Linked DNA regions of Mus musculus: region 2 is linked to region 1. Evidence: chromatin contacts called from public promoter capture Hi-C data. All regions are on one chromosome and are shown on one strand. The core of a region is the stretch at or near the end of the contact, and the rest is flanking DNA. Distances in the headings are between cores, read along the strand shown.

Evidence for each region. Capture Hi-C pulls out chosen DNA fragments and counts their contacts.
Region 2: a contact with region 1 is called in a promoter capture Hi-C map of liver, with 1.7 times the contacts expected there. The contact joins two enhancer-like sites. A contact is called at or near these places in 2 of 484 Hi-C or Micro-C datasets (nephron progenitors and pancreatic cancer cells), 1 of 115 datasets of contacts at active chromatin or transcription factors (embryonic stem cells) and 2 of 9 other capture datasets (adipose tissue and liver).

What each region holds. Positions count from the first base shown.
Region 1 is chr5:146,683,816-146,690,521 of GRCm38.p6, reverse strand. No RefSeq gene overlaps it. Among named protein-coding and RNA genes, the nearest start is that of Gm34700, 13 kb to the left of the region's middle. Within about 2 kb of position 2,446, at least 55 of the 459 cell types and tissues checked have an H3K27ac peak or open chromatin away from gene starts, as enhancers often do. A contact at or near this core is called in liver and pancreatic cancer cells, where this site is marked.
Region 2 is chr5:146,754,485-146,761,190 of GRCm38.p6, reverse strand. Usp12 (ubiquitin specific peptidase 12) reads left to right here. Exons shown (of 9, transcript NM_011669.3): 4 at 6,592-6,706. Among named protein-coding and RNA genes, the nearest start is that of Usp12, 37 kb to the left of the region's middle. Within about 2 kb of position 3,625, at least 50 of the 459 cell types and tissues checked have an H3K27ac peak or open chromatin away from gene starts, as enhancers often do. A contact at or near this core is called in liver and pancreatic cancer cells, where this site is marked.

The DNA.
Region 1 (6,706 bases), core at 1,197-3,696:
TCTGTTTCCCATGCCCCACCCCTTAGTATGTGAGTCTAGTGGAATCCCTTCTGTGCACTTCACTGCAGATGTGCTGACGATGAAAACATCTGTAGAGATGTTTCGAGTCCTGTGCTCCCAGGGAGAAAAGGGCGAATTCAGCCGAGACAATGAGCAGGAGGTCAGTTTGAACCAGCGATGACACCCAGGGCAGCCCAGCAAGAGGCAAACAACACCTCACTGAAGGACAGGTTTTTTTTTTTTTTGAGACCCTTAGTGTTTCCTCATGACCCAACCCCCCTTAGATATCTGGTTCTTCTCATTGGCCACACTGTGTGGATGTGCAAGAGGGGATGAGACTCCAGGCATAGCGTGGTCCTGCCCATGTAGGGCAACATCTGAGCTTTTTGTGATCTTGCTGCAGCTTTGACTCTCTCTGCATTTACATCTCACACCTGCTTGTTGATGGGTTTGAATTGGATTTGGGACGCCCAAATAAAAAGTGACCTTAGCCAGGTAGTGGTGGTGCACATCTTTAATCCTAGCACTCTGAAAGCAAAGGCAGTCCTTGGTTTCCACGTAGTTTGGGGATGGGGGAAGGCTTCTTTGCTGTTTGCCACTGCGCTGTGGCCCAGGCTAGCTGGCTCTGAGCTCCAGCTTCGGGGTCCTCCTGTCTCTGCCTCCCATCTGGCTATCAGAGCGCTGGTGTTGCCCACACACACCACCTCCAGCATTTTTATGTGGCCTTTGAACACGAGAAGGCAGGCCACTAGGCTGTGTGGTGGGCGCTCTCCTGGCCCCCACTCTTCCCACTACATCCCATGTCATCTGCACACAGAGCCCCAGTGTCCAAGGTGTGTTTATGACCCGCGGTTGAGACTTGGGTTGTTTTTGTAAGAGTCTCTCTCCATTTATCTCTGCTTACATTAGGTGAAAGTCAATCTCACACAGACATTCCCTTCTCCGACTCTGGGCTGGCTAACTCAGAAAAGTGTCCTGTGGACCTGGCCCTCATTCAGTCTCACCTATCTCCATCCGTCCCCAACACAAATTCCTTTTTGCAAGTTCCCTATTGTTTCTGGGTTCAGCCCAACACCAAACATCAGACCAGGAAACCCAAAGCAAGATTCCCTATGTGACAGGTGCATATCAAACTGGGCTACATCCTAAGACCTTCCCACCTCACAAAAGGCTCCACAGAGGCCCCTGCTGTCTTTGTAAAGTGAAAACATCACAGGCATTTCTAGATATCTGCAGGATATTGGCTCCAGTATCACCCAGCTATCAAACCAGATATCAAAACCCAAGGATGTCCCTTCTTCTAACCTGCATTTTAAATTTTTAATTTTACGTGTATGAGTGTTTTGCCTGTATATATGTCAGTATACCATGTGCGTGTCTGGTGCCTGCCTGCAGAGACCAGAAGAGGGCACTTGATCCTCTGGAAGTGGAGTTATTGACAATTGTGAGCTACCAGGTAGGTGCTGGAATTCGAACTGGGGTCTGCCGGGAGAGCCGCCAGCCTGTGCTTACTCACCGAACCATCTCTCCAGCCTCACCCAGAACCTGCGTTTTTGACATGCTGGCCAAAGCTATACACAACCTATATTCCCCAGGGAAATAAACTAATGGAAGGAGTGGACTTCAACCATAGGTACCAGGATGCTGAGAGAAGCCAGATGCAATAGAACATTCAGGAAACGGAGACCTTTGATGGTGGCCAGGATGAGGGTCACTCTGACTTGGGGTACCTGGGGTTAGTCCCAACTAACTGGCCAAGCTCTGTTTTGAATTTGTTCAAGTTAGGTAGGCAGACTTGCTTCATGGGAATTTATCAAGTTGCAACCAAACATGCTTCTCTATATTTGTGTTACGTTCTAAGGTTTTCTAGAAGTCTCCCTTCGGCCACCAAGTTTACTTTGGATATTTGGGGATACTTCAGTCAGTTCCATTGGTAAGTGACCTGCTTTTTCTTTCTTCTTTCATTTATTTTGAGATAGAATCTCGTAGCTCTGGCTGTCCTGGAACTCTATGTCGACAGGCTGGCCTTGAACTCACAGAGTTTTGCCTTCCCTCTGCCTTTGGAGTGCTGGGATTAAAGGCGCGTGTACACCGGTTCTAGCCCTGCGTGTTTGTTTTCCATCTCACCCCAGAGCACCGCAGTTGCAGCGTGTTCCTCCCCGTCCTTGATTATTTGAAGCCACAGGGAGGATGTCAGAAAACAGAAGGTTCATCCCCAGGGTGCAGCAGCTGCTTTTGTGTTAAGGTGGCCGTCACAGCCATCCCACACGGGTGGAAAACTCGAAGCCTAGCCTACTGCACTCAGTAAGCGTGACCTCATGTCACTCTGGGTCAACCGGTGTGGGACTCCAGCTTCAGGCCCGCCTCTTTGCAAGCAGAGGGTGACATGGCCCCGTTGTCAGGTCAGGTGGAGGAGGAAGTGAGGAGCTGGGGGCATGAGGCTTGCCTGCCCTGAGAGTGGCACTCACCAAGTTATGCATTAACCAGGGATCAGCCCTGTGGCAGGCCGGGACTGCAATAGCAAACCGAAAGGAGATGTTTATAGCTGGCGAGTGGATGTCTAATAAATTACCTCTCCTGCCAAAAAAATGTGCCCTCTCCCCTTTGCATGTCACCTTGTCACAAAATTGAAATGTCAGGTGAGCAAATACCAGGGTCCGACAAGCAAAGAGACCCCCTCCTCCCGACAGGAGGGTCACAAAGCTTCCCTCTTCCTGACCTGAGAGTTTCATTATCACCCGGGAACAGATTGTGTGGATAATACGGGGCCCCGGGGGCTGAGGGAGCCAGGGAGGTCCAGGAGGCCAAGGGAGGATAGGGTGCCCAGGTGGTGTGAGCTAATGGGTAGCACCCTGGATGTGCGAAGCCTGCTCAGGAATTGAATATTCTGTGTTTCTTGTTCTAGGGCAGCAAAAAGCAACAGCGTGTGGGGGTAGGGGTGGGGGTGGGGTTGGGGGTGGGGGTGGGGGTGGGGTGAGTGGCTTTCGTCATGGGCCCCGATGCCACTCACATTGAGCAGCCCTCCTGAGGATATGAGTACCGTCACTTCCAAAATTCTGGGGAGTGAGACAGGGGAGGGAGAAATTGAGCCCCGCGGGAATGGCCCGCTGCCCGTTCATCCTGAGGCCCTATCTGTACCCATAAAGCGGAGGTGAGTTCTGACCCACGTTGGCGCATCTCCCTCCCATCCCTCCATCTCCCTTTCTCACCCTCCCCTGCCTCCTTTCGCATTTCTCTTCCTCGACTATCTATTAAGCACCAAGTGTGTGCGGTCTCTGCGGGAGCAGCATGGTATGCAGAAAGAACGCAGAGTGTGGATCTTGCTGCGTGCATTTACCACCGGTTGGGAGAGACCCAAGCATGCAGGGCCACCTCTGACCACAGGTGGCCAGTGACCTCTTGGGAAGTCCCTTTCTAGGCAGATACAAGCGGTGAGATCAGGGCTCGGGGAGCAGGTGGGTGCTCTCGCTTTGGGCAGGAGCAGCAGCTCATGGGCAGGGGCTGTGTGGAAAGGCCAGGCATCCCCTGGCCATGGACAAAGCCTGATGCCGTCTTCTCTTGGAGGCAGCTCGATTTGTCTAAAGGTGCCTGGGCTTTACAACCAAACTTGAAAAATAATCAATCACGAAGTACATATAAGGCAAGGCTTCCCATCTTAACTGTTAAATGCACGCTGTCAGCATTATTACATTCACACGGCTACAGAGCCGTCACCGGCGGCCCTGTCTAGAACGGTTTTCATTTTGCAGGATGGAGACTGCACTTCTTAAACAGTTGCTCCCCGTTCCCCACTCCTCTAGGTCCCGGAAGCCTCCATTCTACTTCCCGTCTGTCTCCAGACTGACTGCTCTAAGGATCTCACAGAAGCAGAATTCTCAAAGCTTTGTCCTTTGGTCATGGTCTTATTTAACTTTTATATGTGTGTCTTCCAGCTTCACTCTTGAGGTGACACAAGCCCTGGCTTCCTTCCTTTTTAAGGGAACGTGTCCCATCAAGCTTGGTTTGCTCATATGTAGTAGGTCTTTGGGTTCCTTACACTAAAGTCACTAAGAGTATGCCATTTGGAAATATCCAATGTCCAGACATTTAAACAAATAGGAAGCCTGTCTGTCTGTCTGTCTGTCTGTCCAGCTGGGACCGAGCCATGAGCTCTGAAGTGTCTGGGTGAGGTGGGAGACAGCAGAGGAGAGACATGGTCGAGCCTGTGGAGGCGGATGTGCCCGGAGCGCCTGCCTAGCTCCAGCTTGTGTGCAGAGAGGATCCAGCCGTAACCTTGTGGTGCTTGGCTTTGGCCTGGAGGTCTTAAGCTGGAGTCTTTTTATCCTTTTATCCCAGTATATTGCTACAGCTTTGGTTCCGAATATCCTCTGATGGTTGACATGTTGGAGGCTTGGTCTCAGCCCATGGGATTAATGGGAGGTAGAGAGCTTTGAGGAGGTAAGGCCTACTAGAAGGAGGTTAGGTGACAGGGAGTGTGACAGGGTCCTTGAAAGGACCACTGGGACTCTGACCTCCCCGTGAGATTGCATCTTGGCCATAAAGGGGCAAACGGCTTCCTCTGCTGTGTGCCCCCACCATGATCTGCCACGTGCTGCCACAGGCCCAAAGCAAGAAAGCAAGACGGCAGCCTGAACCAAGAGCCAAATCAAAGCGTCCCTCCTTAGAAGACATTTATCTCTGCACGCTTGTCACAGTGATGGAAAGCTAACTGACGCCTATCTGTCTCCTGTGATAACCATGGGACAGGTGGTATAAGCAGCACCCAGGGTCACTCTCCTCGCTGTCCTTGACCTAGCTCCCACTTCGTTCACTCCTTCTGAGCGTCTGAAGCAGTTAGGCCCACAGCTGGGGGCAGTGCTCCGAAGAGATGCAGGCTAGATCCCGTGCCCTGGCCAGCCGTGCTCTGAAACCTTCGTCATTGCCGACCTCTGTCTGTAGAACACAGATGACAAACTGCACCCATTTCTTGTCTGGTTCGTAATCGTGAAAGCCGAGAGACTGTACAAGAGAAAGACCTCGGTCAAAATGTAAGACTGGATGAGAAGAAGCAGGGACTGACAACCTTTGGGTGAAATCCAAGCTTTACCCCACCAAAGAGGCCGTGCACATCAGAAACTCCTAAGGCTTTCCAGCAATTCATTCTGAGCATAAGTGATCAAAGATGCCGGGGATAGCAGCAGTCGCTGCAGAGTCTAGCCCTTGCAGTTTTGTGGTCCTCGATATTTACCGGTGAAAATCTGGGCCTCCAAGTTGGATATTCAAGGTGTTGAGTGTGGCAGACAGCTGGTGATCAGGGTAGTTGGCAGAGTCTGTGTGACGGTACTGAGGACAAAATTCAGGGCTGATGCACCCCAGGCAAGTGCTATCCTTCTTCTTCCCAGGCCCGGGTGTGCTTCTGGCCATCTCACCTCAGAGATTTTTGACTTAAGGAAGATGTTTCGTGACTTCCTGTCCTGGAGAGCAGGAGTCTGTGCATTATCTGTGCTATGAAGACGACTGTCCTCAGAGCTTTTGATCCATTTGACTCCCATCTGGCCTTCCCTGGCATGCCCAGAGATGGTAGTGGGCAGAAAAAAGCTCATTCCATTGGGGTTGCCTGACGAATGCTGCTCCCTTGCGTGCTAGCACAACTCTAACTGGGTGTTCTTCAGGGATGAGCCACTCTATGCCTTTTAGTTAAAAGCATCATATATCTTAAAAGATGCTACCTCCCTCCCCCCTCCTCGTCTTACTTTAATGGCTTTTGGGCAAACCACTATTGACCAATATTTACAACCAGCACTTAAGGACATTTTAGACACAGCATGCTGGCTGTGTGCCCTCATTACCCAGCGACAGCTGAGCCCTGTCTATACTTCCATTTCTAGTTAGAAGCCCTTACTCCAGTGACATGGAGCCCTTACTCCTCCTGTCCATGGAGCCCCCTTTACCTGGCATGGAGATGTGGCACCAGGCAGGACCAGCTGGGGGAGTGAGTGAGCCTGCAGCTCTCAGTTCTATAGCATCCATCCTTCCTGTTCCACATCCCAGGTACCCAGTGAATGCTGGGAAAGGTGTTTTACAAGTGAGCCCGGCTCCAACCCAGGAAAATTGACATAGAAACCAGACCAGGGACAGATGTGCAAGGATTTCTAAAGATTTACTGTATGTTAAGCAGCTAGGCAAAGTGTGAAGAGGGAGAGGGAGAGGGAGAGGGAGAGGGAGAGGGAGAGGGAGAGGGAGAGGGAGAGGGAGAGGGAGAGGGAGAGGGAGAGGGAGAGGGAGAGGGAGAGGGAGAGGGAGAGGGAGAGGGGAGGCCTAGCAGAGGAAGATGCTACAGGAAACACTGGCTAGCCTGGGGATATGTGGGAGAGACAGTCTTTCTGTTCAGGGGAGTTGCTTGGCTAGGCTGCTGTCAGTCATTCGGCTTCTGGAGGCTTTCTTTTTTCACTACTTAAATGCAGTTGACTGGGGCTGGGGATGGATGGGGTGGGCAAGACCTCAAATCTGCACGCCCGTCCCCCATTCTCCTGCTCTTTATTATCTCTAATGAAAAGTTCTAATCGAAGGCGCGTACCCATCTGCATCCTGTACACGCCACCCCCCCCCCCCAGCTCTGTCCTCCAGTGTGCTGTTTGTCTTTCTGTGCCTCTGGGGACACCACACATTGTTTCACCCATTCGTTGCCTGACAGGCTAGCCTTCCCTGCTCAAGAGTGGCTTGTGTT
Region 2 (6,706 bases), core at 2,376-4,875, 69 kb before region 1:
AGAGAGAGAGAGAGAGAGAGAGAGAGAGAGCGAGCGAGCATAAATGAGCAATCGAGCAGTGGCCCAAGCCCTGAAGTTACAGTGTTTTGAACATCCTATTCAATTCCATGCTTGAAGACTTCCTGGTTTGTAGAGGGTTTTTAAAGTTGTGGTTGTTGTTGGGTTTGTTTTGGTTTTGTTTGTATCTAGGAAATGAATAAAGCAGCAGACCTCCTTACTGCCTGCTTCAGTGAGACAGATGCCAGTTAAACATTTATGATAAGCGTGTCTTCTCATACTTTCTATTCTTATTTCTTGGTATTGTTGGCATCTGCAAATATGATTTGGAATACATTAATATTTACCTCAGGGTTTTGGATTTCTTCTTGAGAATTTTGTGGGGTGTATAGATGAAGTAGGTTACTGTCTTCCCCCTCATATGCTTTCCTTTAAATCTCTGGGAAGCCCTGTTGGGCTGACCGCCTGCCTTGACCTCTTCCGTCCCGGGTCAGGGTTAGAGGCGCATGCGTTCTCAGCACAGTCACCCTCGTTGCCGCTTCCATTTGTTAATTGTTTGCATTTGGAGAAGGAACAGACTTTGGTTTCTACTCATTCAACAAGTCTGTGTTCTAGGTTTTATCTCCCGGTATGTGCACAGGCACAGGACTCCTTCAGCTCCACAGCAACACTCGTTTGTTTGTTTGTTTGTTTGTTTGTTTTGTTTTCTGAGACAGGGTTTCTCTGTATAGCCCTGGCTGTCCTGGCACTCACTTTGTAGACCAGGCTGGCCTCGAACTCAGAAATCCGCCTGCCTCTGCCTCTGCCTCTGCCTCCCGAGTGCTGGGATTAAAGGCGTGCGCCACCACGGCCGGTGCTATCTTTGATGACTAGGTACTTGTTCACATTGATCCTTGCATACTGATTTCCTGTTGTATACCAGCCCTGTGGAGGCCTGACCCTCCACAGGGGAGGGCGAGTGCCCACAACTCTGTGTGTATGTGGTGTGACTTTACTAGGAAGGAGAAACAAGCAGAGGTAGCATGGAAGTGTGAGCAGCCATCTAGTGTGGGTGTAGGGACACTCTTTTTTTAATGGGGTTATTTGATTTTCTGGAGTCCACCTTCTTGAGTTCTTTATATATGTTGGATATTAGTCCCCTATCCGATTTGGGATAGGTAAAGATCCTTTCCCAATCTGTTGGTGGTCATTTTGTCTTATTGACGGTGTCTTTTGCCTTGCAGAAGCTTTGCAATTTTATGAGGTCCCATTTATCGATTCTCGATCTTACAGCACAGGCCATTGCTGTTCTATTCAGGAATTTTTCCCCTGTACCCATATTTTCGAGGCTTTTCCCTACTTTCTCCTCTATAAGTTTCAGTGTCTCTGGTTTTATGTGGAGTTCCTTAATCTACTTAGATTTGACCTTAGTACAAGGAGATAGAAAGGGATCAATTCGCATTTTTCTACATGATAACTGCCAATTGTGCCAGCACCATTTGTTGAAAATGCTGTCTTTTTTCCACTGGATGGTTTTAGCTCCCTTGTCAAAGATCAAGTGACCATAGGTGTGTGGGTTCATCTCTGGGTCTTCAATTCTGTTCCATTGGTCTACTTGTCTGTCACTATACCAATACCATGCAGTTTTTATCACAATTGCTCTGTAGTACAGCTTTAGGTCCGGCATGGTGATTCCACCAGAGGTTCTTTTATCCTTGAGAAGAGTTTTTGCTATCCTAGGTTTTTTGATCAGGTGAGATTAGAGGCCGCCTGGCAGCCTAGGTAAGTGGGATGGAAGCAGAGAGTGCTGGAGAGTGCTGTGAGGTGCACTGGAGGGTGGCCAGCCGGAACAGAACAGTTACGGAGTCTGGGAAGCTGTCAGGGGCTGTAGGTGTCATTGGGACAGGAGCCCCATGCATGGATGGGTATTGGATGGTGAGAACAGCATTGAAGGGTAAGGCAGGGCTGCTGCAGTCCTCAGGGACGCTGTGAGCCCCTCTAGCCAGTGCTGCTTCCTGTAGGCGCCATTTTACCATGGAGGAAATGCCACACAGGTGAGTGAGGTGACTGTCAGTGCTCACTGTCAGCTGAGCAGTTCTCAGACCTTAAGGTGGCCTTGAGCCATATCAGTGGCTTTGAGCTCTGTCTGACTTTATAAACCTTAGCCTGTATACTAGATATGGCATATATGTATGTATGCGTGTATGCATTTTTTCACGTTGTTATGAGCCACATCTTTTTGCACATTTCATAGCTGTTTGAACACCTGTTTTTGTTCAGTTGTTCATTCATTTATTTGTTCATTCATTCATTCATTCAAAAAACATTAATCACATCCTGGGTCCCTGCCGCCACCCCTGCTGTGCTAGCAATGCAGCTGTGCTGACTAAGGAAGGGTCTGGTTCTGACGGGATCTGAATGTGAAGAGTGGAGTGATGACAAAGTCATGTGTCACTGAAAACATAAATCCGTGCGTGTAAGCCTGGGCGTGCTGCAAAGGAGCACACGCCAGACGTTTGTAAATGACACCTGTTAGAAAGATTTGAGTATAATTCTCATGTTTACTTTATCCAGTTCTGTTTCACCTAAGAACAGCACACTGCTTTCTTATGAAAGCTCTAGCTATTTCTGTATTAGGAAGAAAACGTGGCCATTGTAAGCAGTACAGTGCAACCCTTCAGCTCTTCCCTCTGGCTGTGAGTTGATATTTGTATAATCCTGCTGATCCCTTTAAACTGTAAGTAGCCATCGTCTGTCCGGGGGTTGCAAGATGCTGGTATACTGAGCATAACATTTACTGAAGACATGGGGCTGCTGCCCTGCCTCCTGTATCAGTTCTAAAGTTCAAGGTAGGGCATTTTTCAGGGATCTGAAGCCACTGGTACGTGGACTACTCACTCCTTTCTCCTCCCCAAGAAGATTTTCATTAAAAACTCGTTTGCATCTTTGAAGAATAAGCATAGCAGTTGTTTTGAAAGAACGTGCATATACGTGAAAGTGGCTTTTAAGGGAAGATTACAGTGTTAGAGATGGTGGCGTTGATCCAGTGTGTGCTGCCCACTGCCATGAGGTAATCATCGAAGCTGGTAACTAGGTTCCCAGCTATTCTTAGAAAGACTTCCTGCCTCCCTTCACTTCCTCACCCTGCCTTCCCTCTCCCTTGCATCTCCTCTGAAGCCTACACGAGCCTTGAACTCTGTAACTCAGCTTGACATCAAACTAAACAAACTCAATGTGTCTCAGCCTCCAGTGTCAAGGTCACAGGTAAGAGGCATCACCCAGGCCATTCTGATTTTCTAATGTCTTTTTATCATTCTTCTGGTTCTTAACACTAGTGAGCAAGTGAAAAGCTGTCTCTTGTTTTGTTTTGCTGTTTTTGTATTTAAAGAAAAAGAGGTTCATTCAAGGAAGTGACCTTGACACTGAGATATTAAGGTTGCCGTGGATATTGGGGTGGTCTGTGAGTCAGGCCACCAGTGAGTTGGGAGAAGCTGGCATTTAGTCAGTGAAAGGGTGGTGGCTCTCTGTATGGATAGATCTTTATGCTTTTCCTTTGGCGGGCTCTGATACTCAAGCAAGCATGAAGTAAGTTAGAAGTGGCAGCTGCAGGCTGGAAAGTCAGAGGTAGGTGAGAGACAACGCCCAGAAGCAGCGGGGAGGGTGGACATGGAGGAGGAGCCCCAGCATTAGGAAGTAGTGCCTCAGAGAGGGTTTGCCACACTGAGAGCAAAGGTTAAAGGTCATTGACTTCCGCTATCTCACCTTTAGAGCCGCCTAGAGCTTGTAGTGTGATTTGCATGGCTTCAGGTGGAACCATGAGAGGGTTTGTGGAGTGGTCAGCAGCATACACTCAGTGCAGGGGTGGGTGGCCTGCAGTGCTCTTGCTTGTAGGAATGGGAAGTGGGCCACAGTGCTTTGGATCAACTGTCCCTGATGGGCAAATCACAGCATGCAAGTATAGAGAGCTAAAGATCAAATTGATGTTAAGTCTGTTTGGACTAGGGCATGTTGCAGCCTTGGGACTCGTGGGCTTTGGGCTCTTATACGTCTCACGGGGCTTTCGGGGCCTGGAATCCAGCAGGCAGGGGTGAAGGGCCACTCCAGCTGCATTATTACTGCATTGGTTTGAGATTGAAATGTGCAGAATGGGTTTGAGTGTGCGAAAGCTGGGCAGGAACGAGTTGGGCAGGGTTTGTGGGAATTTACCCTGCAGTACAGGAGGTAGAAAGACTCAGATCTACAAGACAAACTTGTTATTCTCAGTATAGAATCCAGGGAGACCTTGTGGGCCAAGTCAGGGGAGCCACCTAACACTGGGTAAGTTGTGGTGGAAATGGGGCAGGCTGAGGCACAGGAGTGGTGGCTCCCACCTAGAGTCGCAGCACTGGTGACTGAAGCATGGGGATTGCTATGAGATACAGACCAGCCTGAGTCATGGAGTGAGACCCTGTGAGAAAGGAAGGAAAACACTGAAAGGGCTTAAGAAGCAGCCGGATGGGAAGGGTATGCAGCACGCAGGTGGAGAGCGGGGTGGGGAGGCTTGCACAACACGCTGCACTTCATTGTTGAGTGGATAATCAATATGCTGTGTGGTCTGAGAATCCACAGAGAAACTAGACGCTCCCGAGGACCAGCTGGATCTTAGCAGCGCTTTCTATATGCACTTAATCATGTCCACAGAGAAAGTGCAGGTCGGGTTTGATGGAGCCGTACATGCTCCGCTTCCTTCCTACTGAGTGTTTTGGAAATGTAGCCATGCCCCGTGTTCACGGAGAGCTGTTCCCTCACGACCATAGCAGAGCCATAGCATGGCTTAAACTTGACCCATTGTTTTCAGAAGCATCTAGGATATCTCCAGACTTCTGTTTCCTTGTGCGACCACATTCACCTGGCTGCACTCTTGAGCGCTAGACGGCATTTTGTTAGAACCCCCATGCAGACTGCCCTTCAGCGCATGCCTGCCATTCCACTATTGCCCTAGCGCCAGTGTTGACGAGTGACCCTTTCCACTCATGCCAAGTAAGGCATGTTCTCACACTGGCAAAGTGATGGCCAAAATCGTGCTTGCCCTGTTTTAGTTTTCGTCTCCCAGTTAGTTAAGTATTGCTAAGTATCTGAATTTTTAGTCTGTGTCACCTGTTCATTTCCTTTGCCAGTTTTCTAGTTGGTTTTCTTCTACCTTTGCAAAGGCTTAGGAGTTGGTCTTATGTTAGTTGTAGCACACATGGGTGACTGATACGTAGTGTGTACTCTTCTTTTACTCTGTCTTCTATTCATGCTGTCTGTGAAGCCAGTGTTCCCTAGCATCATCATCAACAGTAGCCGTGGGAGCCAGTGCAGCCGTGGGGGCCAGTGTAGCCGTGGGGGCCTCTGAGCTTACAGTTCTGTGTTCTCAGTGCTCAGAATCTGTTGCAGCTGCACGTGCCGGGTGCCTGGTGGTGACTGAGAACTGCGTCTCAGGTGAATGACACTGCCTGCAGCTTCAGACAGTCTTGATCCAACAGCCACACTCGCCAAGGGAATGTTGTAAAGGCCCTGGCTTTGGAAATGACCTAATGCATGGAGCTGACTGTTCATCTGTAGCTCTTTAAAAACAGCATTTCGTAGTTTCTGTTTTAGACATTCCCTCCTTTTTTTCTAAAGATGTATGTTGTTGTTGTTGTGTGTTGGCGTGCGCGTGCGTGCGTGCGTGCGTGCGTGCGTGCGTGCATGTGTGTGTGTGTGTGTGTGTGTGTGTGTGTGTAGTGAGGCGCTAGGAGTTGACCTAGGGTCTCAGGATGCAAGTGCTCTACCACTGAGCTACATTCCCACCCTGTGTTTGCTTTAAAAGAGACAGTTGTGGGTTTCCTCACAGTGATTGAGGATGTAAAAGCAAAGTTTACTACTGCAGCTCTTTTCAGTTAGTGGGCTCGAAGTTGGGGTTGGGGGAGGCGTATTTTATTTTATTTGCTTCGTTTTTCCTGGCAGGAAGACTTTACTTTTTCAGCCCTTGTAAAATAAAGTCCCCAGGTACTATACAAAGTAGGGCCTGAGCCTACTGACCGAAGAGAACTCACGTGCACCTAGGGGATTCAAGGAGTAGCCAGTGTTTGTGCCATATCTGTCCATGGCTGCTGGGAAGGACGTTCTTGGAGTTCAGAATCGGAGTGGACTGTAGTGATCATGTGACCTGAGTGGAAAATTCTTGATGGCAGATCCACACCTGACTGCATGACTGTCAGCTGGGGGAGTCTTGAAAAGCCTCAGTCCTCTCCTGCTAAATCAGACTCTGGAGCGCGTGGCCTGCCCGGTCTTTTCCTTTCGTAAGCGGGCTCTCAGAGTTTGCTCAGCCTCGTTAGTAAGCCGTTAGTAAGCCGTGTCGGCTCCTTCTGACAGGCTTGCCTCTACTGAAGCGGTTGTGGAAGGACCCAGGTGGTGAAGATCAGCTGCTGCCTGCCTCCCCCAGCCGGCATGGAGCCATCATTCCCCTTACCTTCTTTCCCTCTGCATCAGTCAGAAGTTCAGATGCCGTAGTTGTCTGTTCTCCTGTACGTTGTCTAGAATTAGTATGTGCTTCTAGTTCTGATAAAATACCAGATTTTATACTACACACTCATTTTCCTGTTTTATTTTTAGAGCTGTTTGACAACTACATGCAACAAGATGCCCATGAATTCTTAAATTACCTACTCAATACAATTGCTGATATTCTACAAGAAGAAAGAAAACAGGAGAAGCAAAATGGCCGATT